Linked DNA regions of Mus musculus: regions 1, 2, 3, 5, 6 and 7 are each linked to region 4. Evidence: chromatin contacts called from public Hi-C, HiCAR-type and HiChIP or PLAC-seq data. All regions are on one chromosome and are shown on one strand. The core of a region is the stretch at or near the end of the contact, and the rest is flanking DNA. Distances in the headings are between cores, read along the strand shown. Region 1 holds the start of Zfp692 (zinc finger protein 692). Region 2 holds the start of 4933424L21Rik (RIKEN cDNA 4933424L21 gene). Region 3 holds the start of Sh3bp5l (SH3 binding domain protein 5 like). Region 4 holds the start of G3bp1 (GTPase activating protein (SH3 domain) binding protein 1). Region 5 holds the start of Hand1 (heart and neural crest derivatives expressed 1). Region 6 holds the start of 2010001A14Rik (RIKEN cDNA 2010001A14 gene). Region 7 holds the start of Larp1 (La ribonucleoprotein domain family, member 1).

What was found. Hi-C and Micro-C count contacts between places; a contact is called where the count stands out from the background. HiCAR-type assays count read pairs that join an accessible place to other places. HiChIP or PLAC-seq counts read pairs in DNA pulled down with a chosen protein or histone mark.
Region 1: a contact with region 4 is called in a HiCAR-type map of embryonic stem cells, with 4 times the contacts expected there. The contact joins the promoter of Zfp692 here to the promoter of G3bp1 in region 4. A contact is called at or near these places in 1 of 484 Hi-C or Micro-C datasets (CD4 T cells), 4 of 115 datasets of contacts at active chromatin or transcription factors (embryonic forebrain, embryonic stem cells, large pre-B cells and 1 more) and 2 of 9 other capture datasets (adipose tissue and liver).
Region 2: an H3K27ac HiChIP or PLAC-seq map of extraembryonic endoderm stem cells shows a contact between it and region 4, with 12 times the contacts expected there. The contact joins the promoter of 4933424L21Rik here to the promoter of G3bp1 in region 4. A contact is called at or near these places in 1 of 39 promoter capture datasets (embryonic stem cells), 1 of 484 Hi-C or Micro-C datasets (embryonic stem cells), 6 of 115 datasets of contacts at active chromatin or transcription factors (differentiating embryonic stem cells, embryonic forebrain, embryonic stem cells and 2 more) and 2 of 9 other capture datasets (embryonic stem cells and macrophages).
Region 3: a contact with region 4 is called in a Hi-C map of rod photoreceptor, with 6 times the contacts expected there. The contact joins the promoter of Sh3bp5l here to the promoter of G3bp1 in region 4. A contact is called at or near these places in 3 of 39 promoter capture datasets (hippocampal neurons, liver and pre-B cells), 2 of 484 Hi-C or Micro-C datasets (CD4 T cells and rod photoreceptor), 6 of 115 datasets of contacts at active chromatin or transcription factors (astrocytes, embryonic forebrain, embryonic stem cells and 3 more) and 2 of 9 other capture datasets (embryonic stem cells and liver).
Region 5: a HiCAR-type map of embryonic stem cells shows a contact between it and region 4, with 6 times the contacts expected there. The contact joins the promoter of Hand1 here to the promoter of G3bp1 in region 4. A contact is called at or near these places in 2 of 39 promoter capture datasets (embryonic stem cells and hippocampal neurons) and 7 of 115 datasets of contacts at active chromatin or transcription factors (astrocytes, embryonic forebrain, embryonic stem cells and 4 more).
Region 6: a contact with region 4 is called in an H3K27ac HiChIP or PLAC-seq map of extraembryonic endoderm stem cells, with 15 times the contacts expected there. The contact joins the promoter of 2010001A14Rik here to the promoter of G3bp1 in region 4. A contact is called at or near these places in 2 of 39 promoter capture datasets (embryonic stem cells and liver), 3 of 484 Hi-C or Micro-C datasets (B cells, CD4 T cells and uterus), 10 of 115 datasets of contacts at active chromatin or transcription factors (the NIH/3T3 cell line, astrocytes, embryonic forebrain and 6 more) and 1 of 9 other capture datasets (liver).
Region 7: a contact with region 4 is called in a HiCAR-type map of astrocytes, with 6 times the contacts expected there. The contact joins the promoter of Larp1 here to the promoter of G3bp1 in region 4. A contact is called at or near these places in 1 of 39 promoter capture datasets (embryonic stem cells), 3 of 115 datasets of contacts at active chromatin or transcription factors (astrocytes, embryonic stem cells and hepatocytes) and 1 of 9 other capture datasets (liver).

What each region holds. Positions count from the first base shown.
Region 1 is chr11:58,305,288-58,308,475 of GRCm38.p6, forward strand. Zfp692 (zinc finger protein 692) reads left to right here and starts at 1,782. Exons shown (of 12, transcript NM_182996.3): 1 at 1,782-1,969; 2 at 2,225-2,474; 3 at 2,686-2,717. The coding sequence starts at 2,299.
Region 2 is chr11:57,648,175-57,650,980 of GRCm38.p6, forward strand. It overlaps 4933424L21Rik (RIKEN cDNA 4933424L21 gene), which reads right to left and starts at 1,320. Exons shown (of 4, transcript NR_153850.1): 1 at 1,146-1,320; 2 at 548-921. The region is part of intron 1 of Galnt10 (polypeptide N-acetylgalactosaminyltransferase 10); the gene reads left to right.
Region 3 is chr11:58,328,771-58,331,974 of GRCm38.p6, forward strand. Sh3bp5l (SH3 binding domain protein 5 like) reads left to right here and starts at 1,937. Exons shown (of 7, transcript NM_024480.5): 1 at 1,937-2,022; 2 at 2,484-3,093. The coding sequence starts at 2,911. It also overlaps a transcript of Zfp672 not described here.
Region 4 is chr11:55,468,501-55,471,321 of GRCm38.p6, forward strand. It overlaps G3bp1 (GTPase activating protein (SH3 domain) binding protein 1), which reads left to right and starts at 1,252. Exons shown (of 12, transcript NM_013716.2): 1 at 1,252-1,301.
Region 5 is chr11:57,830,475-57,833,676 of GRCm38.p6, forward strand. Hand1 (heart and neural crest derivatives expressed 1) reads right to left here and starts at 1,673. Exons shown (of 2, transcript NM_008213.2): 1 at 770-1,673. The coding sequence starts at 1,312. Gm32915 (a long non-coding RNA gene) reads left to right here and starts at 1,634. Exons shown (of 3, transcript XR_003949681.1): 1 at 1,634-3,027.
Region 6 is chr11:57,800,008-57,803,023 of GRCm38.p6, forward strand. It overlaps 2010001A14Rik (RIKEN cDNA 2010001A14 gene), which reads right to left and starts at 1,460. Exons shown (of 4, transcript NR_131042.1): 1 at 1,227-1,460. Sap30l (SAP30-like) reads left to right here and starts at 1,630. Exons shown (of 4, transcript NM_001081168.1): 1 at 1,630-2,282. The coding sequence starts at 2,085.
Region 7 is chr11:58,007,589-58,010,640 of GRCm38.p6, forward strand. Larp1 (La ribonucleoprotein domain family, member 1) reads left to right here and starts at 1,476. Exons shown (of 19, transcript NM_028451.1): 1 at 1,476-1,959. The coding sequence starts at 1,605.

The sequences.
Region 1 (3,188 bases), core at 532-3,031, 2.8 Mb after region 4:
TGCTTTTTTTTTTTTTTTTTTTTGGTTTTTGGTTTTTTTGAGACAGGGTTTCTCTGTGTAGCCCTGGCTGTCCTGGAACTCACTCTGTAGACCAGGCTGGCCTCGAACTAGGAGATCCACCTGCCTCTGCCTCCCGAGTGCTGGGATTAAAGGCGTGCGCCACCATTGCCCGGCTCTACCTTTGCTTCTTAGGTGCTGGGATTAAAGTGTGTGCCACCACATGTGGTGATCATCTTTAAAAATAAAAATTATTTTGTGCGTACATATCGTGTGTGAGCATCAGTGCCATGCCTCGTGTCTGTGGAGACCAGAGGACAACTTTAGAGGCCATTCTCCCCCTTCCACCCTAATGCTGGGTTCTAGGGATTAAACTGAGGCCCCAGACTTGCTCAGCAAGCATCTTTCTCTGATGAGATGCCTCAACAGTCTATGATGATCATACTGCATGCTGAAACATAGTTTCACCAAACATCCGTGTTCTAACTACTAGAATATGTGAAAGTTGCTTTTTTTTTGTAGCCAACACTTTGCAGTTATAACTGTTTGAGGTGTTGAAATGGGAGGTCCTCTGGATTACCCAAGTGGACTGTGTTTGAAAGAAGAGGAAGGGTTGCACTAGAGCAAGGCTGTGTGGAGTCAGAAGCTTATGTGATATGGCCAGAAGTCCCAGAACGCTGGTCACCACTGGAAGATAAAAAAGGCAAGGAGAAAACTCTCTTAGAGCTCTTGCTTGACCTGTAGCCCTGTTCAGCACTTTGGTGCAGACCTCCAAAACTGTAAGCGAGTAAATTTCTGCTGTTTTGAGTTGTCAAGTTTGTAGTGATTTGCTACAGAAAACAGTCAGTAGTGCAAGTGACTTGGAGTGAGGTTTGAGCCCTAAGGCTGTTCATTGTGGACTCCCTTGTGCCAGGCACTTGTAAATTCTTTATAAACATGAAGTATATTAAGCCATTTAACCATGGAGAGTCAACTGGGCAGTCAAAGGAGTCTGGAATCCCAAAAGGGTAGCCAGAAACATCAATCAATGGGTGATCTAATTACATCACCCCCCCCCCCCCAAGAGCATACCTAAAAGAGAGGCTTGCCAGGGACCTGAGCCTAGTCCATTCCATCTTTTGGTAACAGAAGGATCTAAGAGAGAAGAGGATCCAGCCAAGCGGGAGAAAACCAGGAGCAGACAAAGTCTAGTCTGACAGTGAAGTTGAGAAGAAAGTGAGATGAATGTGTGGCAAGAGGAGAGAGCTAAACTCTTCTCCATTCTGGGGCAGAGAGGCAACAGAATTGGTCACTTCATTTAGCAACATAGAGAGGTGCAGGCCTTTAATCTCAGTACTTCAAAAGTGGAGGCAGGAGTCAAGGCTATCTTGGCTACATGGTGAGTTTGGACACCAGCCTGAATTACATGAGACCTTGTTTCAAGCAAAACAGAAAATAAAAAACTTGTGCCGTTGACAAGTGCCGTTGCAGTCTCTTGATAGAAATAACTCCATCAGAGCCATTTGTAGACGATGTGAAATCAGAGTCTGTACAAAGTGTAGGCAACTTCTCGTGTGGATGGTGGCAGGTTATAGGTTGCAGCTGGAGGGTGGTCTCGCGGTTCAGAAAGGACTCTAGTTGGCTTCAGCTGGCGGATGCTGCAGCTCGCGTTTGCTTGGTGGCAACTGATAGGCAGAGATGCTAATAGAAGGAGCAATGACGACAGAATCCCAGACAGTCGTTCAGGACTAAGGCTAACTACAATTCCCGGCAGGCTTTGCACGGGGCTCCCGGGGCGCAGGCGCAGACAGCTGTCTTCCCGCTGCAAGTCCAGGCCGTAGCCTCCTGACGCCGAGGGGGGACGGTTTCTTCTTAAAAGAGAAACAGCGGCGGCGCGCGCGGTGGGCCCCGGTCCTTCTGTGGCTTTCGGAGTGAGCACGCGGGTCCGGGGAGCGCAGGCGCAGTTTGGGCAAAGGCGGGTTGGGGCGTGCAGGTAAGACCCCACGAGGGTTGGCCCGGTGTCCTAGCATTGCTGGGTGGGCTTCCCCTGCATGGGAGGCAGGGAGAAGGCCAAGGCGCGGCTGCACGCAGACCTGGCCGCCTCCAGACAAGGAGAGCAAGTTTCCAGTCTTTTCCCCCTGCCTGCGACCCCCGTGTTCCAAGTGTCCTCCCTGGCTCTAAGAAGGGGTGGCTGGATCCGAGAGGCGCGAGCGCTGCGGAGGCACTATGGTCTCCCCATTCATTGCAGACGGAGCGAGGGGCTGTGTCTGTCCCGAAAGCCCCGACGACGACAGCACGTTCCTCCCGTAGGCCCGCACGTCTATGGCCTCTCCGGTGGCAGACGCATCCCGCCGCCGGCGGGAGAAGCGCAGGCAGCTGGACGCGCGCCGCAGCAAGTGCCGCATCCGCCTGGGCGGCCACATGGAACAGTGGTGCCTCCTCAAGGAGCGGCTGGGCTTCTCCCTGCACTCGCAGCTCGCCAAGTTCCTGTTGGACCGGTTAGGGGCCGGGAGGGACCAAGGAGGGCACCGAGACACAGCCCCAAGCCGGTTCCTACAGCCTTGGGTTTCTCGTTTGGGCAGGGTGGGCCTGCTCCTCCCCTCCTAGCCCCAGCGAATGGGAGGTCTGTAGGGTTGGCCCTGTAAGTGTGTGAGTGCGGAGACTTGAGGGTGGTTGGCTCTGAGCTGACACCAAGCTCCTCTCTGGCAGGTACACTTCTTCAGGCTGTGTCCTCTGTGCAGGTAGGTAAAAGACGTTAACAGGTAGTGGCGCCTCCTAGAGACTGAATGTCTCAAGAGAAATGGATCAGAAGCTCCTACTGGGTTCGGGAAGAGGACAAGCCCAAAATAAGCCTGCTGCCATGCCTGTGGGAAAGGAGCTTTGCCTTGGGACCTTTGGGTGTGTTTGTCCCGGCTCTAAACCAAACCAAAACAACAAACAACTGTGCATCTAGGTTGAAAACAAAAACAAGATCCCTTCAAACTCTTCAGGGGCTGAAGCAATGGCTGGGTGGTGTGCTGCTCTTGCAGAGGAACCCAAATTCCTTTCCTTCCTAGTGCTCATGGCAGGAGGCTCACTGTGTGGAACTCTAGCTGCAGGGAGATCCAACATCCCTGGCCTCCAGGAGCACCTGCACTCATGTGCACACACCCACAGATATACAAAGCTAATGACAAATAAAATATTTTTAAAAGAATGCTTAAAAAAAGAAA
Region 2 (2,806 bases), core at 70-2,569, 2.2 Mb after region 4:
AGAAGGGAAATATTTCCCAAGGATGGGCCCTGGTAGGTGCAGCAGGATTCAGCATTCATGGGCTGCCTGTCTGGTACAGTCTGCCAAATTTCCACACAGCCCCTTTGTGTTCCACTCTCCTGCAGATGCAGAACCCTCCAATCCCTCTCCTGAATGTCAGCTGGCCTCCAGGAAAGAAGCCGGCTTCTCCCACCCCTCTCTGTCAGGGGCTAGCTGGGAAACCGTCTTCAGCACCCAGAGTTGTTGGGACACCGATGAACCAGTCAGCACTCTGGCACTGTCGAGTCATCTCCGTGATCTTCCTGGTAGAAATAAGTGCTGGTCTGGAAGGTAGCTGAGTTGATTGAGTGCTTGCCTGTGGCCAGTCCTCAGCGCCACATCAACCAGCCTGTGGCGCGCGTCAGTAATTCCAGTACTCAGGAAGTGACAGGAAGAGAATTGGAGTTCAAGGCCAACCTTGGCTACAGGAGACCTTTCTCTAGATCAGCACCTGTTGGCTCTTTGTTACCGTGAGACTTTCTAGTGGCTTTTCTGTGAGATGGCACACCTGGGTTTGTGTAGTCCTCTGATGCCTTGCCCTGTGGTGCCTCATCCTGGTCCTGTTGGAGCCACCAGGCGGGACATTTGATTCATAAAGTGAACGTCATGTGCTCGGAGTCTCGCTGGTCACATAGCTGGCTCTTCTGAAAGTCGCAAGATTGAGTAAGGAAAGAAAGCCGGCCTCGAGGCCATTTTTGTTTAAACTTGGGCTTCCTTCTCTTTCCCACTCCCTAGCCGGCCTGACATCTTGGTTTAACTCTAGGATTGGTTTTCATCTTGCAGAGCCTGGGAGCTGGTTCTCAATACCACAGTAGGAATCCCAAGTGCAGCTCCTCCCACTTCTGAGCCAGGAAGAGAACTGGCTTCTCTGGGTCATGGCATCTGTTTGGTAGAGAAAGGTGGGATCATGGAATTCCAGTGTCTATGACTTTTAAGTATCAGGTCTTTTTCTCATGGAGTCAGAGCTAAACTTGGTTCTTAGAACATCTGGAAATCGATAACCCTTCCCTACCCCCACCCCCCGGTTTCAGTCTTCCTGGTAGTAGAAGACTTACCCGTCAGCAAGTTAAGTACCATGGCAATGTGGTCTGGAGTGGTTTCCTTACCTTTCCAAGGTGGAGTTGGTATCCTTTAGACTGCTAATCACTTCTCTGTCAGCTTGGCCAGATGAAATCTGATGCCACCCGGGGAAGGGTTCTTGACTTAGCAGAGCAAATCTGCTCCTGCCTCCTCCTCCTCTTGGGCCTGCTGTCTGCCAAGGATGAGTACAGAGAGAGGTCTGACTGGTTCTCTCCTGCCCTAAGCCCATTGTGACCTCATGGAAGTGATTTAACCTCTCTGGCCCTTGTCGTCCTCACTTGTGAGCTGCCTGTAGATTCAGAAAGACGAAAATGTCTATCATTGTGGTGCCCACCCACCTGTGGCCAGGGCAGACAATGCTAATCAGGTTTTACTACCAATCCCAGACCTGGCCTCAGTCTGTCGGTCAAGAAGGCTTCTCACATGTGGGGTTGCTGGTATCATTTACTTCCTTTTTGTGGTTTTTGGAGGGGAGGGGGTGTGTGAAATATAGATTTTGTTGCGGCTTTTCCGATTCTGATGCCCCAGGATTCTGTGAGTTTGGAAGTATGTGTCGGAAAGGTCTAGAGTCCAGCCGAAGCCCTGACTAAGGACTCTGTTCCTGTTCCAGCGTCTCTCGGGCAGCTTTGTGTGTGTTAGCTCCGGTGACAGATGACAGATAATGGAACCCGGGGATGGAAAAGCAAAGGCCTATTTAAAAGATAACCATCTAGCTTGCTAATTGTACCTTGTCTACAGCCAGCTCTTATTCGGAAAATGGCATCCAGGATGCCTTTTGTTGCTGTATAAAAGGCAACCTGGGCGTGAAGGAGGCCTTGTTCCTTACAGTGGCGAAGTGCTTTGCACACCTACCTGGTCCTTCGCATCGTCTGTGGAAGCAGAGGGTTTGTATAAGAATCTCGTTTCTCCAGAGAATCGCTGTTCCCATGGGTTCGTGGAGTGGGGACAGGAAGTAGACCCTACAGGTAGCAGTTCCCATGGGTTCCACAGTGGCCTTCCTGCTTGCAGCTGTCCGGAGACTGGGAAGGTAGAGTGCGTTTGTCGAACTACTGAATGTATCAGAGCAGGCAAGGGCTTCAGAGGACCTCTAGGCCAGCCCCCTTCATTTTTGTCTGATGGAAACTGAGGCCCCAGAGAGGGGTGATGGCTGAAAACAAGTTCTCACCGGAGAAATGCAGACCAGAATGCAGCGCTCTGAGGTTCATGCTCCGTTTCGCAGCAGAGGCTTTTCCTCCACAGACTAATATTTGCGCCTTCCCTGCCATTATTTCCCCTGAGAGCCAAGATGATCTCGCTGAGTCCCTGAGGCCAGCAAATAAAATGGATTAAACGTTAGGGCTGTGAAGGGACCTTGCTTGAGACAGAGAGATTCAAAGGTATGTGGTACCTGGCAGTGTTGCTGTCCACAGCAGACAGAACTAACTGGTCCTCAGTGCCCCCTTACGTTCTCTTCTGTATCAATTTCGAATAACAGTGGATTCAGCCTGAAATGCTACAGAGGAAGCTCGCAGGCTCCTCCGGGACCATCTGGTTCTAAGAATTGGTTGATCTGGGTTCTCTTGCTTCTTCTGGCTTTTTCTCTGTTACTTCTGACCTAGACCAAGTCTCTATGGTAGCAGAGCATGATCCTGGCAGAGTCTGTCTCTGGCTGCCTGTGTAGAAGAGAGAAGAAACCATTTTTCTTATG
Region 3 (3,204 bases), core at 687-3,186, 2.9 Mb after region 4:
CCCTCAAAACTGATCTTTGGTTACAAATTTCCCCCTTGTTCATCTCTAGTTGGAGTCCTATTTCTCCCCCACTGTACTGGCTCCTATATCTAGCTGTACAATCCTTTATACCAGTTCTTAACCTGTAGGTTGTGACCTCTTTGGGGGAGGGTCACATATTATACCTGATACCATACTTGAATATCAGATATTTACATTATAATTCATAACAGTCGCAAAATTACAGTTATGGAGGAGAAACAAAATAATTTTACAGTTGGGGGACAGCACTTTAAAGGGTCGCAGGACTAGGAAGGTTGAGAACCACTGTTTACACGGCCTTCCTTATCGTTCTTTGACAAGCCACAGAATACTTTTTAGTGTAACTGCTAACTAGACACAAACTGGACTTACAGCATAGACAGTTGAAGCCTGTTCCCCTGGCACTGCCTCCCTGGCATAGCTGTAGCCATTTTGCTTCTCGCCTGCCAGTATGAGTGCCATCTCATACTGCTGCCACTGAAATTAGACTGACTGCTGACCCAGAGAATAGTCTGGCTCAGACCGTGGTCATGTTGACCATATATCCCGGTATGTTCAGAGGTTTGTTACCATGTTTTGAGGACTGTTCTTCTTGCAAACTCCCCAATTGCAGACTTCACTCAGAGCTAAGCAAGATAGAAGTCAACTTGAACTGTTATGTCTAAATTATTTAAACACACACACACACAACTTGGAAAAAGGCCAATAACCCTACAAGCCCTCCCCGCAATTGCTTGTGAGTTCATTATGGGTTTCTGCCTATATAAACTGACCCTGAAACGAAGTTCATGATAGTAGCATTCAGTTCCAGAGTCTAAGCTATGTCTACCGACCGTGGGGTGTGCATTCAATACACTATCCCTGTCTGACTGAGATTGATATTCCTGTGGTTTGTGGGGCGACTCCTGGACCCTAACAGGGACCAGCTCTGGAATTCCTTTCACTTCAGACTGTGGAACCCCGTCCTCCTCCATTCTCATGCCTCTAGAAACACCTAAAGACTCCTTCACAGATAGGAAGGCAGCTCTTGACTAAACAGACTCTTTACCGATTTACTAAACACGGGCTATGTTCAACAGAACCCAATGGGAAGAGAATTGGGCCCGGATACGTGTTTCATCTCCAGAAAAAAAGCCTGGGGCCCCGAGGCCGTCAGACATTTGTACCACGCAAGCATCCATCCTGCATCCCATCCATGGCTTCGGTCCGTCTTGCAAGCCACACATAGCACTGGTATCCAGACCACCCATGAACGAAGCAGGGAGCTCACTGGGCTAAGTTCGAGCCTCCTCCTCCCACTCTAGGAAAGTGAGCTAACAGTGAGATCCTCTGCATTCACGCGGTAGCCGGCGTCCCGTGAGGCCGGCTACTTAGCGGGAGAGATGGCGCCCGCTGCAGGTGTCGGGAGAGGTTCACCCACCTGTCTCGACCTAGAGTCCGCCGGATTCACTGAACCGAGAAAAAAGAAAAGAAAAGGAAAAAAAAAATCACTTTTGAAAAACGACTTCGTTTTTGTTAGCAATACCCAGATAGGAGCTAGCCGAAACCGGAAGTTGCATCACCTCCGGTCGCGCCAGGCAGTGACAGTCCTTAGCCCCGCCTCTGTTCCTAAAGCAACGATGGCCGCTCCCGCGTACGACACTATTGCTAGCATTTCTCGAATTGGGAGGGACTATCGATTTTCATCACCTGCTGTAGTTTTCCTCAGCAACTCTTACTCATGCATTCATTTTATTTAGGCTTGGTTGGCGGGTGAACTGGGAGCTAGGAAAGGCGACGTCGGATGTAGAGTAGCGCCATCTTGTACGGACCCTGAACGTTTAGCACGCCGAGCGTGAGCTTACATCGGGCAATACTTGTCAGAGAGGAAAAAAAAAAATAGCGTTTTTACGCGATGGCGTATTTCCGTTTCCTCTCTGCCAGGGCGTTTTTGGTTGGACGGTCTTGTTGCGGAGGGAGGGGGAAGATTGTTTGCTCCGTAGACGCTCCCCGTAAAGCAAGGTAAACTGAGGTAAAGCCGGGAAGGGGCATTTTTTTTTTCGCCTGGTTACATGGGATGGCTGGGACTCAGACGCTGGGTCCGCGGAAGAGTATGCGCTTGGAGCCTGGAGGCTCAGATGGCCCCCAGGGCTGGAGAGGCAAGGTTGGGGGATAGAAGGTGAATTGCAAAGCCGGACCGAGGGGGACGGGCTTGGTAGAAAAAGGGTGTGGAGGAGAGAGGGTGGGGCTCAGAGGGAAGTTTGGAAGGGGAGGGACTGTGGAGGGAACAGGGACGCGAGCAGAGTCGGACCTAAAGTCCTTGAGGCCGGAGGAAAGAAGTTGAGGTGGGGGACTGGTCGGATCTCGGGAGTGTGTGTTGGGAAACCAGTGGTATCTTGGGGAGACCCAGGACGCGGAGGAGGCTGCTGGCCAAGGTTCTGATGCTGACATCCTATGTAACTTGACCTTTGTGTCTCCTGCAGCTCCCCAGAGGCGCATCTCCCACCCTCTGCTTGGACTTAGCTTTCTCTCCATCTGCCACCACAGCCTGGAGGCGCTTGCCTCCACCCTCCCGAATGGTGCTCCTCTTCCCAGGCGTCGGCCCAGGATCCAGGCCCCCTTTGCTCCTTGAGTTGGAGCTGTTGCCGCTGGGGTCTCTTGGTGGGCTCCCCGTGGTGAGGTGTGAAGAACTTTTGCACAGACGAAGCTTTAGTTATAAGGACCTCCTCAGCAGTTCGAAGCTCAGCCTCTAACTGAACGCGAGGCCCATCTGTGCTGCTTCTCTTCGGCCTTTGAGAAGAGAAAGCCCTATTCTGTTCCATCCAAAGTCCAGGAAGCCTCAAACTGGGGCCCTGCTCCCAGCATGCCAGCCCTCTCTTGTGCATAGGGCTTTGCCCTCTTCCAGCCAGCATGGCTGATCTCAAAAAGGCTGCAGGGGGCCGGGAGACTCCGCAGGGGGAACTTCGGTCAGAGGTGGTAGAGGATGAGGGCCCTAGGAGCCCGGTCGCAGAGGAGCCTGGAGGAAGTGGAAGCAACAGCAGTGAGACCAAATTGTCCCCTAGAGAGGAGGAGGAACTGGATCCTAGGATACAGGTGAGAAGGCTGATGGAGGAGGTCAGAAGTCCAGAGGCCAGACTTGCTGAAGAGCTGTGGGATCAATGAGGCCTTAGACTCCTCTCTCACAGTGGGCTGGGGTGGGAAAGG
Region 4 (2,821 bases), core at 2-2,501:
TTCTCCCTGCCTCCAGGGAACACAGACTAGTCTAGTTTGTGTTTAGCATTTGGATCACAGCTCTTAATATAAAATGCTCATGGTGGCCAGAAGGCTCACAAAACCCCCCCGAGTTGGGGTCAGCAGCAGACTGAGGTACTACTATTTGGACCCTGGAGCCTTTATGGGGGAACCTTAGGCGTGTCTGCCTAGGAGTTGGGTAAAGTTCCCATTTCAGTTTGAAAAGCATGTGACAATGGCTGGTGGTGACGCATCCTATAACTTTCGCCAGCCAGAGGGTGATCAAAGATGGGATGTTGTCTCTGCAATCACAAGATTGGAAAACCTGAAAACGTCCAGGAGCCACCCGGGCACGCCAGCTTGGAAGCCACCCGGGAACAAGAGCATTCCCAAACGCCAGGGAGGCTGCCTCGCGGTATGCTCTGGGGTGCCGACCAAGCCAGTTTCGCTGTCCTCGGTCGCCACTGCATTCGTGCTGAGTAATGCTAAGGGTCAGCAGCTCCTGCTCTTCCGAAATGCATGCAAAAAAAGTTTTGATGCGAAGAGAAAAAAACCAAACCAAAAAAACAAAACCCGGGAAACTGTTACTTAGATCCCGGGTACCAGAGTCGCCTGGGAAGGCGGGAGACCGGTCCTCGAGGACAGGATTCAACCTAAGAGGAAGAGAAAGGAAAGGGAACGGAAGACGCAGCTAGTCCATCCTCTTAACCGCTCCAGAGGGCACGGCGGCCCTGGGGCTGCCTTTGGAGAGGGCCATCCCTCCCTGTCAATCAGCTCCATTCGGTGTTGCGATTGGCTGGGGGCTTCCTTGCTCCCCGCCCGCGCCTACCTCCTAGTTGCATGGGGTTTACTTCCCCAAAGTACACGGGCCCCACCTTGTGGATCAACCGCTCCTGCCTGGACAGTGGGTTTCCGCCCAGAAAAAGAAATGTAAGCCAATGAGAACGGGTGCATGCAACTATTGGCTTGTCTGAGTGTCGCTCTCAGTGCATCCCGCCCTCATTTTTATAGACCATCTGAGTATTGGCGAGGTTTCGTGTCCATCTGGGCTCTAGCTCCTTCAGTTATAGGCAGATGCGGCAGCCACTCAGGAGCTCGGCCTCTAGACAAAGACGCTGTCCAATCATAGCCAAGGGGCGCGGTGGCGAGGCGGCCATTGGTCCCTGCATGCGACCGGGAGCAGCAGGTTCGGCTGAGCGCGGCTATATAGCGGGCGGCGGGCACGCGTGCCGCGGCATCGCGCGAGGGACGCCGCCACCTCCTCCCACGTAGCAGCCCTGTCCTCCCGCTCAGCCGCGCAGGTACTTGGGCCCGCGGGTGGGGCTGATCGGATGCGGGCCGGGCATGAGCCGAGCTGCGGCCGCGAGCGGGGCGCCCCGGGAGACCGCGCGGCGCGTCCCCACCCCCACCAACGGCCGGCGCGGCCTCCTGCCTGCGCTTTAGGGCCCGCGCGTGGTCCACCGCACCAACGGCGGGCGTCACGCGTCTGGCCGGCCCTGCGTGCTCCACGCGCATTCTCTGGCGCGCGCCGGCTCTTCCGGATGGTATAGCTGGGCCTGGACCCTAAGGAAGCCTTCGGATATGGGGATGGGGGTTGGGGGAGCCCAAGCTGAGAGCGTGATCGCGCCTCCCAGGGTTGCAGAACGGAGGCGCGCGACCCCGGGTTCAAGGGCTCAGTGGTGCAGAGACAGCCACGCCAAGACGTGATCTCTCCAATCCCCCCACTGTTTCCCCCTGCACTATGCCGAGAGTTCCCTTTTTTCCCGCCCTTCCCGGTCACCTGGGTGCAATCAGGTAGGTCCAGTCAACAGGAGAACGAGGTGGAATCAAGGCCCTCTGTAGGGAAAGGACAGGCATCTGTGCAGGCTACGTGGCTGTGGGACACCATCGGCCACTGAGCTCTTGAATCTGAGGTGCAAACCCCAGTATAAGAAGTCCCGTGGTGGCATCTGCGAGCCAGTGGGGGACTCCAGAGAAGAGATTAGGAGTGGGGTTTTGAATGACAAAGGAAGACTTAGCTTTCTTCGCACTTACATAGATAGATAGATGCGCCTCCAAGTTAGCTTCTGGGAAAAATAGAGAAAAATACAGTGAGTGTAATGTAATCGAGTGTGCCTCTCAGCAGGTCCGAAACGCACCTCGAGGTAACGGGAAATTCCCGCCAACAGGAAGTCAAACTCTGACATTAGATCTTGACTCTTCAAGACCCCTTTTTAACTTAGAATGTTTTAGTTGTGAATCAGAACAAACTTAGATTAAAAAAACCTTTGTTTGAGAAGGTCGTAAGTCCAAGGAAACAAAGTGTTTAAATTCTTACAAGAGTTGAAGTTAAAGTTTGAAATTGGATAGGACCGGCCCGGGCTTCAGTGCAGAGGTGGAGCACTTGGCATGGAATACAGGAAGCCCCGGGTTCAGTCACCAGAGCCACAAAAATAAGTCACATCTGAAATTGCTGGGGAGAGGATGGTGTCCAGTGTCCAGTTATTGTGCAGTGGGTCACAGTCACCGATTGGGTTTGTTGGCAAGCACAGCCATTAGGTCTCCTGCCGAACCATCGATGATCAACTGCCTTTTTTAAAAATTCTTACTGTGGAGCCCTTCCTGGCCTGGAATTCAAGAGGATCTCAGAATCTTCTCGGTGCCAAGAGTTAAGGTGCCTCCACTAAGCCCAACCGAGTAATTTATTTTAGTACTTACTTGGTTTGACTTCTACGGGTTGCAAAGCTATTTTCAAGGATCTGTGGTCAGCCTATCTTTCTATGCTGAGGATTGCCTTTAACCCCTGGCTAGAAAGCACGTTAAATGGCAGATGTTTCACATC
Region 5 (3,202 bases), core at 423-2,922, 2.4 Mb after region 4:
TGGCGGCCAGAAGTCCCACCGCCCCTAGGTGGAAGATCACTCAAACTGGAGAAGACCCAAAAAGGCTGACTAGGCAAGCGCAAAGGCCAAAGCCCTTCCTGTTTGTTGCATCCAAAGCCTTGAGATTGTCTAGCCCATCACCCTGTCCCAGACTAGATCCAGACTAGGAGCAGACTAGACCCAGCCTTGAGCTGCCTTTCCACCCCACTTTTCCCTCCAGTGGTCTACTGTTTCTCCAATTAGTACATTAATTGAGGTAAATAATCCTTTCCAATAAACCCATGGGAATCGAGTAATTCAGATATTCATAATTAAGCAAATGAAAGAATGAAGCCTCGACTTGTATTGGGTTTTTGTGTTTGGGTTTTTTGTTTTGTTTTGTTGCTTTAAAAACTGTTTTGGGAGAACATCACACGTCAGTGCAGTATTTAAGTCATTTCCTACTTTCATTCTCAACCTGGCTTCCAGAAGGGCCCAGGGAAGACTCAAAACACCTTCAGATTTAAAACAAACTATAATATAGAATATAGCCCCTTCTTGGAAGCCCAAGGTTTTCAATTCATCTTGTAAGGCCCTACGATCACTTTTAAAAAGCAAAATTCTATGTTCACTCAGCAATGACTGTGCACACAATGGCAGACTGTGTCGACCTCAGAACTCTCCCTAGTCTTTCAGAGTCCCACCCAGAACACAGCTCAGTGTTTGCAGGCCTGTTCTTACTTACCCCAGCCCGCACCCTTAGCTGGAACTTATAAGCCCCGGGACTCACCAACTCCCTTTTCCGCTTGCTTTCGCGACCACCATCCGTCTTTTTGAGTTCAGCCTTGAAGGCCTCGGGGTCACCTGCTTGTGCATCCTTGGCCAGCACGTCCATCAAGTAGGCGATGTAACTGGTAGCCAGGCGCAGAGTCTTGATCTTGGAGAGCTTGGTGTCGGCGGGCACATTGGGGATGCACTCACGCAGCTCCGCGAACGCGCTGTTAATGCTCTCTGTGCGTCTCCTCTCCTTCTTGGGTCCTGAGCCTTTTCGTTTGGGCAGGCGGCTTCCAAGAGCCTCCAGCCGACCTGGGCTCTGACTCGGCCTGGCATCGGGACCATAGGCAGCCGCTGCTACTGCGGTGGTAGGTGGTGGCCCGCCGGCAGGGAAATCTGGGGCAGCATCAGCCGGGCTCAGCAGCCAGCTCTGGAAGTAAGGCCGCTCCTGGTGGCAACGCGAGGCCGGGCCAAACAGGAAGGGTTCGTGGAGCATGGGGTGCGGCGGGTGTGAGTGGTGATGATGGTGATGATGTGCGTAGCTGCCCACGAGGTTCATGTTGGAGAGGCTCCTGGCCTGTGCTGTCAGCCCAATTAGCACCGCCCCATGCGCCCCACAGAAGGGGGTCACCGTGGGCTCCAGAGGCAGCGAACTGGCTGGGGTTTGGAGAGTCCTGAGCGAGCAAGGCTGGAGATGACACGAAGGACCTGCCGACCTCTTGAAGGTTTCTGTAGGCAACGAGGGAGAAGGGTTCAGACGTCCAAAGACCGGGTTTAACCCTTCTGCGGACTTGCCACCAGGATCCTGCTTATATAAGGCCTCGGCTTTGATGTCAACCTCTAGCCGGAGCCAATGGCAGGAGGAGGGAAGGGGGTGGCGGTCCCAAGTTTTATGCTCAGCAAGCGCCACACAATTCTAAGCTGACCACAGGGACTGAAAACCCGCCCCGCCTATGTCCCTCCCCTCTCCCAGTTCCCCTCCTGGAAGGGCGGGGGCTACGAACTTGAGGCCAGGCCTGCTCACTCCCTGTACTGAACCTACCACCCTTTCTTCATGGATCCAAGGAAAGGATTCTAGAATTATCCCTTGAAAACAGACAGAGCCTCATCAACACACACACACACACACACACACACACACACACACACACACACACACACACACACACTTGATTTCACAGATAGGGAAACTGAGGACCAGAACAAATTGTTGTTTTTAGGCCTGAAATTCAGAATAGGATATGCAGCATTCCTGAACCCGAACTGCTCATCGTGGGAGCCTGAAGGCCATTGGGCCCAGCAGGGAAGTAGGCTAGGCCCTAACACCTATAGCCCCACCTTTAGGTCCCCTGCTTCAGGCAGGACCTGGAGCTGCTGCCCAACAAGGTGGTCTCCTGAGATCCAGTTCTCGCCCAGCTGCGGACTTCCAGAAGAGCCTTCAGAGGCCGAGGTGGAAGTGGGAGGGAAAGGGAGCGGGGCTTCCAGCTCTTGGGCACTGACCAGTTTGTTCCGGGCTTGGGGGTTGGGGGTGGAGACGGTGGCTGATCTCTGCTCCTCTAGCCTCTCAGGCGCCTGGTTCGGTGTAAACGCCGGCAGGCTGAGCTGGTGGCGAGGCAGCCTGGCGGCGCCTTGGCCCCAAGGCATCTCTGTGGCAGGACTCCCCGGTGTCTTCGGAAGATTCGCACGTAGGGCTAAGGAGCCGGCGACTGCTGGGCTGCTCACTCCATCTGGCTCGCCACCTGCATGAAAATCTTTGATCCTATAAAGATACTTCCACTGAGGCTCACACTGGAAGAAACCAGCCCACCCCCACCCCTGATATCCACGGAGAAACAGCCTAGGCGCTTCACACTCACTCTGCTGAGGCAGGGAATATCTGTGCAACCTTGTGTTGCTCCCCATCAGCCTAGATTCTCCAAGGTGGGATTCCACAAAGAGATGGCTTTCCAAGAGTTGATAAGAACGTGGGAGACCAGGCTTTTAAGCTTGAAACTCTGGGTCTTCTTCATCTTTTCATTAAGGTCCCTGTCCCTAGGACCCCCTCCATCCTCACCAACATTTCTGGTCTCGCTCCTTCCCTAGGTGGGCTTGTGCCTATCAAATGTCAGTTAAGGGGGGAAATGAGATGATGTCAAATTCTTTTTAATTCGCTTCTGATCCAGCCACTCGAAAGTTGCTCGCTGAGGCCCAGCTTGTGTAAGACAATTACCAGGCAGGGACAGTGGGAGAGAGGCCACCGTGCGCAGACGGGATGTGAGGCCCAGTAGCAAGTGGGTAAGTGAAAACGAATGTGGAGTAGGTCGTGGGCTCAACAGATGACAGTCCCTGTGTGTGAAATCCTAGGAATGTGTGCGAATTGTGATTTCTGCGTGTCTGTGAGAGTAATCTCGCTTTGAGGCGTGGATGGAAGCTCAGTCGCTGAGGTCTGAGCCCCAAGGTCCCACCTGTG
Region 6 (3,016 bases), core at 210-2,709, 2.3 Mb after region 4:
GCTACAGTGTATTCATATCCATAAAATAAATAAATAATTCTTTTAAGAAAAGAGAGAGAATGCCCTTGAACTTCAGATCTTCCTGCTGAAAGGTGGGACTACAGGCCAGTGCCGCCACATCCTGTTTAAGTAGTAATGTGGAACAAATCCAGAGCCTCGAGTGTGCTGATCCACTCTGCCACCAAATTACAGCCTCAGCCCCCACAGTGGCCTTAAATTTTTATCTGGTAGGTGTATTTTCTAACATACTGTCTCCTGTGTGAAATTAATAAAAGTAAACTGTACAAACGCACTTTTAGACCTCTGGAGAGAATTTAAGAGCTTTCCGGACACCCATCCCATAACCATACCTCTCCCCCACAACACTACTGACTGTAGGACCCGACCCTCAGAAAATTCCCTGTGTCCTTGCATCAAGGACGAGGTGACACCCTGGTCTTGGCAGGGTGCGGTGGCCTCCTCCCGGGTTGGTCTGAGTTAGCTTGAAGCAATAAAACTACAAATCAGTCTCTAACAAGTCTGAAGGTGAGTCCTCCGTTGGTGGCCTAAGGGCTTTTCACCTTTGCCTCAGCCCACAAAGTCCACCCTGAAGATCAACCCAGGCCAGGGTTGCTCTGACGCTGGGCTCTCCTCCTTAAGTCCCTTCTTCCTTGGTGCCCGCTGTACTCAAAGATTTCTAGTTCACCTGTCCGACCTCTCCTGTCTCTCAGTGCCTCTTTACGCGCATATGCACTTCCTCGTTAGCTTCATGTCCCACACCATGCACCCTGTCTCCCGCTGCCGCGTAGATCCTCCAGCCCAGGCTTTTCCGTTTTGCCCAGTCTGTTCTCCTGGCAGCACTTTCTCCCTAAGGTCTCCTTCCCATACCCTTCCCTTGTCCCTCAGTTTTCCTCCGCACGTCGATGCTTCAGTCCACTGCGAACGTGATCTCTGCTGCAAGTCTGTCCCTGCTTCCCGCAGACCCCACTCAACATAGGAGACCTTGCGGCCTGTCAGATCCGGCTTAGCATTTCGTTCCATAACCGGCTTGCTCACAACCCCACTATGGAGCCGGACCTCTGCTCAGGATCCCGCGCTGGGATTGGGAACCTGCTCAACATCCCATCCCGGAATGGAGACCCTGCGACCCTCCATATCCCGCTCAGCACCACTCCCTGAGGTGGAGGCCCCGCGTCCCTCCTGACCTAACACAGCATCTCGCCCCAGAGCCAGAGGACCTCGCTCACCATTCCTGGCCCGGACCAGGACATCTTGCATTCTTCCAGACCCCGTTCAGCATCCCTCGCGGAGCGAGGTCCCTATTTACCATCCTAACGGCCTAGAACATCCTGCATCCCTCCAGACCCATCTCAGCATCCCACTCCACAACCAGGACTAAACCTGCGGCCCGCTGTCCTCTCTAGCCCGGGTAACTCTTCCCTCTTGCACTTTCTCTACTTTGAACCCATCCCAGCAGAGTCCAGGAAGTAGCCTGGCACCGGAGACCGGCAGCGATGGCGCCCAATGGGAACTGCCAGCGGCGACGTGGGCCCCGCCTACATAAAGAATACGACCATTGAGCGCACAGAGGCGGGACTTCCGCTGTGCCGCGGCGGGCGGGGGAGCGCACTGTTGTGGTGCGGCGCGTCGGGCGGGCGGCGGCCGGGGCGGCCCAGGGGCTGCCGCGGGGACTCGGGGCGCCGCCGAGCGGCCAGGCGCTGGGGCGGCCCGAGCACACCGCGGGGCCCGGACACGGCAGGTTCGAGGCCGGGCCCCCGCGCGGGGAGCCACGGGGTGGAGACTTTGCCGCGCGGCGCGGAGCAGGCGGGAGCCGGCGGGGGCCTCGGGAGCCCCAGGGCGGCCGGGCCCGGATCCCGGGGGAAGCCTCGTGAGCCCCGGCCGGAGCCTCGGCGTGTGCATCCCCGCCGGGGCCCGGGCTGCAGGAGCACAGAGCAGCCGGGCCTCGCGGAGCTCGGAGCGCGCCTGACCCAGGGCGCACCGTGGGACCCGGGCGCGGGGCTGGCGAAGAGCTGCCCCGCGGGGCTAGCAGCCGCGGAGTGGCCTACAGGGGTCCTCCCCCGGAGGGGCCGGGCCGGGGCGGGGAGATGAACGGCTTCAGCACAGAGGAGGACAGCCGCGAAGGGCCCCCTGCCGCCCCCGCCGCCGCCCCGGGCTACGGCCAGAGCTGCTGCCTCATCGCGGACGGCGAGCGCTGCGTCCGGCCCGCGGGCAACGCCTCCTTCAGCAAGAGGGTGCAGAAAAGCATCTCGCAGAAGAAACTCAAGCTGGACATAGACAAGAGCGTGAGTCTCGGGGCATAGCGCAGGGCCGCGGGAAGGGACCCCGGGGACGCTCCGCGCGGTGGGCCTCGCCGCGCAGTCTGTGCAAAACAGGGGACTCAGGTTCTTGGAGGCCGCTCGGTGCTCCGCGACGCTGCCCGCGTCCCCGAGGGTGGGCTGGGAAACCAGGGAGGGCTTGGCACACTCTCCCTGCCTGGGAAAGCGACAGCAGTTTCCAGCTGTCACTGTTGCGCCGAATAGCAGAGCAGAGAGAGGTGGGTTACTTTTGCAAGAATTGGGCAAAAGAGGTGACAAGGGAACCGGGAGGATCTTCTCCAACTTCGTCCTCCCTCCAGGGACCTTGTCGCTCTTTCAGACACTAGCAAGGTGGCCGCGACTTTCCTGTCTGCCGCGGCCTCCGGTCTCTGCAGCGCAACACAGAGCCCGCTTCGCTGGCAGCGAATGAGTTTTTCTGAGATGTGGCAGAAATAAGGCCAAGGCCGGGTCTTAAATGATTTGCTGTGGATGTGATTGAAGGGGGCGGGGAATCAGCTTTCTTGCGGGGATTAGCATCTTTGGTAATGCCGTTGGAGGTGGAGAGGTGCAAATTTAAAATGGAATGAGATTGCCCTATGCCTTGTGGCTAATTATAAGAAACTTCCTGAGTGATTTCACCTACTCTGGTCCTCAAGATGTGCCTACTGCCAACCGGTTAAGAACTTTTCAGTTTGACATCTGTTGCTGCAAGCCCTGAGTGG
Region 7 (3,052 bases), core at 226-2,725, 2.5 Mb after region 4:
TCTTATTTCCAGTATTTTGGGATCTGAGTTCAAGGAAACCTTCTCTCAGCAATTAAAGAAGCCAATCTCAGTTAAATTCATGATGTTGTAACCCTCTAATCCCAGCACTAGGGAGGCAGAGACAGGTGGGTCTCTGTGTGTCCGAAGTAAGCCTGGTTGCCTGGTCTACAGAAAGAGAGAGTTCTAGGATAATCAGAGCCCAGAACTAGACAGAAACCAAACCAAACCAAACCAACCAACCAACCAACCAATCAACCAACCAACCAACCAAAAACTCTGCTTGAAAAACAAAAAAATACCCAAACAAACCAAACGGAAAAAACAACCCAAAACAAACAAAAAGCCAATCTTGTCTACTTCATTACAGCACAGTGACTACTGCGCTGTAATGAAGTATTTGTTTCTCCTGTTTACTGTGCCTTCCCCCACCTTACAGTGTAAATTCCGGGAGGACAGGTGCTTGTTAGCCTGGTTTATTGGCAGACCTTTCTAAGAACTTTGCAGGCCCCCAGAGCATAAAGTCAGTAAACATTTATTGAACCAAATGACAGAGAAATTTGAAACCACCTGGCATAAATGGTTCCTTCATTTTACAATAGAGAAATCGAGACCCAGGAAGTGGACCTGACTACTGCTGATAACCCCTAACTAACTGCAATGGGGTCAGGGTTAAGATACAAATCTCAGAGCTTTCTGAGTCCCTCAATTAAGTGTCAGTTCAACTCTACCCTAAACAATTCTATAGAAAAAACACAAGCGACTTGAAAGAAAAGCCATTTCCTGCCTATAAAACACTGGGTTTCGAGGGCCTGCATAGCGTGGGTACTACTGGGAATTCTGTTCTCTTTCCGAGGCGCTCGCTGCCCCTGTGGGGAAAGAACTCCCTTGGACCCATTACCAGTGCTCTGGCCAGGCTGCAGCTGGGCCAAGGTCATCGGAGTGGGGCCAGAAGCCACGCACAGGGGGCGGCCAAAGAACCCCTCTGCATCACTAGCCAAGTCTGGGCTGACATAGTAAAAGACCCCAACGCGGAGCCCCGAGAAACACTTGTCACCAGCGTTAGCAGGCCGGGCCGGCCGCGTGGCCAGGTCCCATGTGCTCCACCTGCGACCGTTCTGGGGCGCTGGCCCTTTAAGGCTCCTCCCCCACCCCCGCCCTCCGAAGTTGCATCAGGCACGTGCTCGCCCCCGTCCACTTGCCGCGCCACAGGAATGGTCTCCAGGGGGCGGGGCCGGGGCGGGACCTTCCGCCCTGCGCGCGCGCGCCCGTCGCCGCGCCGTCCCCGCCCCTCGCGCGCCGCGTCGCGAGGCGCGCGCCCGCCCGCCGCCCGCCGCGGATCGCGTGGTCTGGCTCGGCTCTCCGCGCCGCTCCCCCCCTGGCCGTCCGCACCACTGCAGCCCCCCGAGCCGCCCCGGGCCGGGGGCGGGGGGACGCAGGCGGCGGACCGAGGTCCGCCAGGCCGGCTAGGCGCGCCGGAGCCTTCTGCCCGGCGCGCCACTCAGCGTCAGCCCGTCCGCGCCGCTCCGCGTCCGCGCGGCCCGGGCTCCGGCGCCCCGCCAGCGGCCTCGAGCGGGGCCCGCGGCGCGCCCGGCCCCTCCGCGCAGATGGCCACTCAAGTGGAGCCGCTGCTGCCGGCGGGCGCCCCGCTGCTGCAGGCCGAGGAGCACGGCCTGGCGAGGAAGAAGCCGGCGCCCGACGCCCAGGCCGAGTCGGGCCCGGGTGACGGCGGCGGAGAGCCCGACGGCGGCGTCCGCAGGCCGCGGCCCGCCTGCGCCAGGCCTGGCCGCGACGGCGCGGAGCGCGAGAGCCCGCGGCCACCCGCAGCTGCGGAAGCCCCAGCGGGGAGCGACGGCGAGGACGGCGGCCGGCGTGACTTCGTGGAGGCACCGCCGCCCAAGGTGAACCCGTGGACGAAGCACGCGCCGCCGCCGGCCGCGGTGAACGGACAGCCGCCTCCAGGTGGGTCTGCGCGGCGCGGCACTGGCCCGCGCAGTGACGCGGGCGTTTCCCTCGGAGCGGGGCTACCGGGGCCGCAGCGGTTGGTGGCAACGGCATGCCTCGGGCCTAGCTTGGCGGACTGGGCCGGGCGGGGCCGCTCGTGTGCCCTGTGCTCCCTATGCGTCTCGGCGCCTCGAGAGTGCGTGTTCAGAGAACATGTGTCATGGCTCCGAGCTGGGCCTGGCTTTGAACTTTGCAACTTTGCGCTTCGGGGAGCCGGGTGAAGCGTGGGGAGCGCGGGCCCCTGCGTGCCCGGGAGCCGGTTGCGGCCCGCGGCGACGCGAGGGGCGTGTGTGGCGGCGAGGGAGTGGCCGCGCCGGTGCGGGGCGGGCGGGTGACAGTTGGGCGCCATGCGCCGTGCCAGGACTGTTCGCAGCGCTCGCCGGCCGGAGCTGCGCGCGGGGCTCCCCTCCCCCGCTGAGTCCGGGTGGGAGGTGGCTCGGGAATCCTAGCCGGGCGCGATCGGCGTGGGCATCTAGTGGCGCACCACTCGGGCACAGCCTCCGCTTGGGTACTCCTGGGTGTTTGATAGTGAGCATGGCCCTTGAGTTTGATCGTCGGAGTCCTGGTACTTTTAACTTTAAAAAATGAAAAAAAAAAAAAAAACCAAAACCAAAAACTTGCTATGGAGCTTAGGTGTGGTTGCCTAACCTAAGCTGGGCACCGAGGAAGTCGGAGCTAGCCGCTTTCAGGTTCCAGAGTGCTGGAAAGTGTAGGCCTAGCCCTGGGGGAAACCAGCACGTTGGTTGCCCTTTCGATTTCTCTTAGGGTTGCTTCATAAGGAAGAGGGCACATGGGGTTGGGGGTGTTGTAGTACCAGAGTTTCCCTCTTCTTCTCCTTCCCTTCCCGAATCCTCTTATGCAAGGGGCAGTACTGAAACCTCCATTTTCTTTCATATCCTCGTTTTCCACCCACAGAGTGGAGGAATCAACTTTAAGACGCTCTTTGGTCCTGCCCCTCTTTAAATTCAGAGGTATAATCATCCTCTCGAGCCGCGCTCCTCAGAAGTTTAAATGAGGCTGTTCGCTCAGTTCGCCGCACTTAGCTACTGGT